Regions from separate parts of the Mus musculus genome. Here region 1 is linked to region 2. Evidence: chromatin contacts called from public HiChIP or PLAC-seq data. All regions are on one chromosome and are shown on one strand. Each heading gives the region's core, a stretch centred on a gene start, on an enhancer-like site or on the middle of the called end of the contact. The rest is flanking DNA. Distances are from core to core; before and after follow the strand shown.

The links. HiChIP or PLAC-seq counts read pairs in DNA pulled down with a chosen protein or histone mark.
Region 1: a FOXA1 HiChIP or PLAC-seq map of pancreatic cancer cells shows a contact between it and region 2. The contact joins two enhancer-like sites. A contact is called at or near these places in 1 of 39 promoter capture datasets (liver), 1 of 484 Hi-C or Micro-C datasets (liver) and 1 of 115 datasets of contacts at active chromatin or transcription factors (pancreatic cancer cells).

What each region holds. Positions count from the first base shown.
Region 1 is chr4:44,093,333-44,096,032 of GRCm38.p6, forward strand. No RefSeq gene overlaps it. Among named protein-coding and RNA genes, the nearest start is that of Gne, 22 kb to the left of the region's middle. Within about 2 kb of position 1,374, at least 27 of the 459 cell types and tissues checked have an H3K27ac peak or open chromatin away from gene starts, as enhancers often do. A contact at or near this core is called in pancreatic cancer cells, where this site is marked.
Region 2 is chr4:43,385,896-43,388,595 of GRCm38.p6, forward strand. It overlaps a transcript of Rusc2 not described here. Among named protein-coding and RNA genes, the nearest start is that of Gm46850, 5.3 kb to the left of the region's middle. Within about 2 kb of position 1,271, at least 10 of the 459 cell types and tissues checked have an H3K27ac peak or open chromatin away from gene starts, as enhancers often do. A contact at or near this core is called in pancreatic cancer cells, where this site is marked.

The sequences.
Region 1 (2,700 bases), core at 124-2,623, 710 kb after region 2:
CCTGAATTCAGCTCCTGGGACCCCCCATGTCAGAAGGTACAGCCAATCCCCCACTCGAGGCTGGAACTCTGCTCTGCGGCTTGTTTGCCTCCATGTGGAAGGAGCAGAGGCATTAGAGGAGCCAAGCGGGACCCGTGCAGTATTATAACTAATATTAAAATAATCCTCTGTTCTTTTTTTTTTAATTAATTTATTTATTTATTATATGTAAGTACACTGTAGCTGTCTTCAGACACACCAGAGGAGGGCATCAGGATCTCCGGTGGTTGTGAGCCACCATGTGGTTGCTGGGATTTGAACTTCGGACCTTCGGAAGAGCAGTCGGGTGCTCTTACCCACTGAGCCATCTCACCAGCCCCCTAATCCTCTGTTCTTATTCATCTAACTCTTTCTGAAAGAAAAATGACTGACAAAGAAAATATTGTCCTCTGACCCCCACGTATGTACCACGGCATGTGTGTGCCCACAGACACACACACACATACACACACACACACATAAAACTGTAATTAAACATTTTAAAACTTAGTTCTAGGGCTGGAGAGATGGCTCAGTGGTTAAAAGCAGTCAGTGGTCCTGAATTCAAATCCCAGGAACCACATGGTGGCTCACAACCACCCATAATGAGATCTGACGCCCTGTTCTGGTGTATCTGAAGACAGCTACCGTGTACTTACATATAATAAATAAATAAATAAATAAATAAATAAATAAATAAATAAATAAATACATCTTTTTTTAAAAACTTAGTTCTACCCAATAACGTTTATGAAATCATGTTTAATATGATAATTTTCCAGTCAAGAGTAGATTCATTTGGCTACTCATTCAAGACAGAAAATGTCTGTGCTTAGAGAGATCAAAAGGTTAGTTATGCACGTTTTTCCTAGAAAAATTATAACAAATATATTGATAGCCATCCAGCGTATATGCGGCATGATTGTTTGGGTTTTTTTTTAAGATTTATTTTATGTATATGAGTACACTGTAGCTGTCTTCAGACACCCCAGAAGAGAGCAGATGGTTGTGAGCCACCACGTGGTTGCTGGGAATTGAACTCAGGACCTCTGGAAGAGCAGCCAGTGCTCTTAACCGCTGAGCCATCTCTCCAGCCAATGATTGTTTTTTATAATTGTATTTTACGTGTGAGAGAGATCTGCATGCTCGCTTGCAGACACACATAGGCCGTGACACACACGTGGAGGCCAGAGGATGACCCTGAAGGGCCACTTCTCTCCTTCCATTGTGAGGTGCAGATACTGAGCTCAAGTTGTCAGACTTGTGTGGCAAGTGCCTTCACTGCTGGGCCATCTGCAGCCCCAGCATGCCCCTTGTGTTAGTCAGCAGACTGGCTTTAAGTTCTGTTTGTTTTACTTGTTTTGTTTTGTGAGTCAGGTTCTCTCTGTGTAGTCCAGTGTGAGTCAGGTTCTCTGTGTAGCCCAGACAGGTGAGAAACTTGCTATATAGCCTGGGCTGGCATTGATTCATGATGCCCCTACCTTGCAAGTACATACCACCATGCTTAGCTTGTTAGAAGCCCCTTAGCACCCAGGCTAAGCTCCAAGCCCCTGTATTCCTACAGAAAAGAAGACTGGCAGCTGAGGGAGCCATGAGAGGGTTCCTCCATTTTGGGCTGGAACTCTGCTTTCCTCTTTGCCTCCATATAGAAGGGAGCAATGAAGTTAGAGGGGCTAGGCCAAGTGGGGCCTATGCAGTAGCATAACTAATATTAAATCAATCATCTCTTCTTGCTTCTTCATCTAAGATGAAATACATTTGAGCCCTCTGAATAACCCCCACCCCCTGCATGGATGCGTGTGTGCATGTGAATGCACATACATCTCCCCCTCCGTGTGTGTGTGTGTGTGTGTGTGTGTGTGTGTGTGTGTGTATGTTCTTTCTGTCCCTTCAGGTCCTTTTTCCATGCAGCTCACTGATTCAGTTCTTGGAAGGGCTGGCAAGCTAGTCACCTTGACCACTGTTTTATTCCTCACACCTTGCCCCTCTTAACACTGTCACGGGCGTCTAGGCTCATGTACGAGTCTTCAAAGCACTTGGAGGTAGCAGCGACCGCAAGGACAACTACAATGGTTTATTTCAGTTGTCAAGTTGATGGGATTCAGAGTCACTATGGAGGCAGCCCTCTGAGCATGTCTGCGAGGGCGTTTCTAGGTTAGCTCAGTCCAGGTCGGAAGATCCCCACTGGCTGCTGGTGGTGCCATTCTGAGGGCCGGGGTCTCGAACTGAAACAAAGGAGAAAGCAAGCTGGGCCCTACCATTCGCCTCTCCCTCCCACCTGTCTGCAGACACAGTGTGCCCAGCTGCCTGACGCTTTAACTGTAATGGACCACGCTCTCAAACTGCGAACCAGTTGCGTTAGCTAGGGGTTTCCTCTCAGGGACAGGAAAAGTCACTACTACACCACCTTTGGATTACACTTTGATGGGCCTGCAGCACTATCAAATCCCGTAACCCCACGCTCTACTTTAACTAACAGAACGGCTCCGCTCCGCATTTGGTATGAGTTCCCAAGCCTCCTCCTAGCTGGGACTTACCTCTGTCTGTCCCTTTCTTGGGGGATAGGTGTGGGAGGGGGTTGAGACAGGGTTTCTCTGTATAGCCCTGGCTGTCCTGGAACTCACTCTGTAGAGAAGGCTGGCCTCGAACTCAGAAATCCACCTGCCTCTCCCTCCCAGGTGC
Region 2 (2,700 bases), core at 21-2,520:
TACTCTGTATAGCCCTGGCTGTCCTGGAACTCACTTTGTAGACCAGGCTGGCCTCGAACTCAGAAATCCTCCTGCCTCTGCCTCCCAAGTGCTGGGATTGAAGGCGTGCACCACCATGCCTGGCTAGTCATGTAATTTTTTTAATCTTTAAAAAACAGAATTGTTGCCTGAAACCCTGTCTCGAAAAACAAACAAACAACAACAACAACAACAAAAAACAAAAACAAAAAAACTAGAATTGTCAAAGAAAAGTCACGTTATAACCTATGTAGTCTAAACAGAACAAAAATATGTAATATATTTTAGAAGGCTTTATATCCCAACAGCTAAGGCCTTTTGTTTTCTTTTATATATATGATTTAAAGATTTATTTATTTTTATTTTATGTGCATGAATGTCTTGCCTACATGTACATATGTATGCCCCATGTATGCCTGGTGCCCCTTGGAAGCTAAAAGAAGTTATAAAAGTTATACGTTGACATGTTGGTGCTAGGAACCAGGCACCTGTAGGAATGGTGCATGCTTTCAACCATGGAAATGAGAGAGGGTGTGGGGGAGAGTGATGGGTTTACCTCATGTAAATGTGTGAAATTGTCAATGACTGGTCTGACCCTCTGCCCTCTTGCTATGTAGAGCTAAACCAAAAAGCTACAGCTGGAGTCTTATGCATAGGATGGCTGAGTATGTTCCAAGGGTCCTAGAATGTTTGTTGCTATTAGTTTTGAGCCACAGTCTACTATGTAGCATGGGCTAGATTTTCTTGCCTCAGCCCCCCAAATTGCTAGGTGTACAGCAAGTACCAGGATCTGGGAAGCTGTTTCTCCCACTGAGTAATGGTCCCAACTAGCCTGAAGAGGCATGGTTGGGTTGGGAGCCTACAGCCTGTGAGTGAGCCCCACAGCTGTGCAGCAGTGGTTTGAGAGAAACATTACCAAAAACTTAGTGCGTATGTCTTAGGGTTTCACTGCTGTGAACAGACACCATGACCAAGAAACGTCTTATAAGGACAACATTTAATTGGGGCTGGCTTACAGGTTCAGAGGGTCAGTCTAGTATCTTCAAGGTGGGAGCATGGCAGCATCCAGGCAGAAAGACATGTTGCAGGCAGAGCTGAGAATTCTACATCTTCATCTGAAGGCTGCTAGTGGAAGTCTGTCTTTCAGGAAGCTAGGTTAAGGGTCTTAAGACCACACCCACAGTGACACACCTATTACAACAAGGCCACACCTCCTAATAGTGCCACTCCCTGGGTAAACAGATACAAACCATCACAGTGTACATACAGTCCTTAATTCCTAGGAAGCTCTTGGTCTGAAATCAGTGAGCTGCACAGAGCTGGCTGTTTCTCCTTTTTACTCTAAGGCCTAAACTCATTTGTCAACTTGTTTTATTTAGGCCAGAGTTAAAAAATGTTTTTCTAGTCATACTCTCTTGTTTGCAGTATGACAACTTTGAGGTTTGGAATAAAAACATATACCATTTAAATATATGTATGCATGTAGATTCTAAGAACTAGAGGGCTCTTGATTAGAGATGTTTTCCTCTAGTTTTACCTAGAAATATGCTTTCAAATTTTAAAATGAGAAAAAAAAATTCCACCTGCATCACTCCTGAAATTGCTGTTGGGGAGTGCAGCATAAGGCCTGGTGCTTACACACCTAAAACTGTGCCTAGGAAAGGGAGCTGCAGAGAGGGCTCGGCAGGGAAGAGCGCTGGCTGCTCTTCCAGAGAATGTGGACTTGGTTCCTAGCACCCATGTTGTGGTTAACAGCCATTTGAGCTCTAGTTCCCGGGATCTGAAGCTTTCGTCCAGCCTCTGCTGGCCTTGCATGCACTTGGTGCATAGACGTAAAAACACCCATATAAATAAAAAATAAAACTTGTTTTGTTTTGTTTTTCTAGACAAGGTTTCTCTGTGCACCCCCCAGCTGTCCTGGAATTCACTCTGTAGCCTAGGCTAGCCTCAAACTCTCAGAGATCCACCTTCCTCTGCCTCCCAAGTGCTGGGATTAAAGGCATGAACCATCACTGCCCGGCTTAAAACAATTTTTTTTTAATATTTATTTTATATGAGTACACCATTGCTCTCTTCAGACACACCAGAAGAGGGCATCAGATCCCATTACAGATGGTCGTGAGCCATCATGTGGTTGCTGGGATTTGAACTCAGGACCTCTGGAAGAGCAGTCAGTGCTCTTAACCACTGAGCCATCTCTCCAGCCCCAAACAAATCTTTTTTTTAACGATCCATAGGTGGGGCACTGCCTGGCTTAAAATAATTTAAAAAACAAAATCCCTAGGAAGGGCAGATGGTGTGGGTTCATGGGCCACCCTGGGAAGTGCTGCTATTCCAGTTGTAATCTCAGCCCCTTACCCTTTAGATCTCACCTGATCAGTGTAAGGGGTTTTCTTGTTTGGTTTTACTGTTATTGTTTTGTTTTGACACATGGTCTCACTATGTAGTCCTAACTGACCTGGAACTCACTATGTAGACCAGGCTGGCCCTGAATTTACAGAGATCCAACTCTCCTTCCTCCCAAGCACTGGATTAAAGGCGTGTGTCACCACCCCAGCTAAAACAAAAATCTAAGAGAAGCTATGTGGAGTGGGGAGGTGGCTGCTCTCATGGAAGACCTGGGTTCAGTTCCCAGTACCTAAGCACCATCTCACAACCACCTGTAACCTCCAGCTCCAGGGG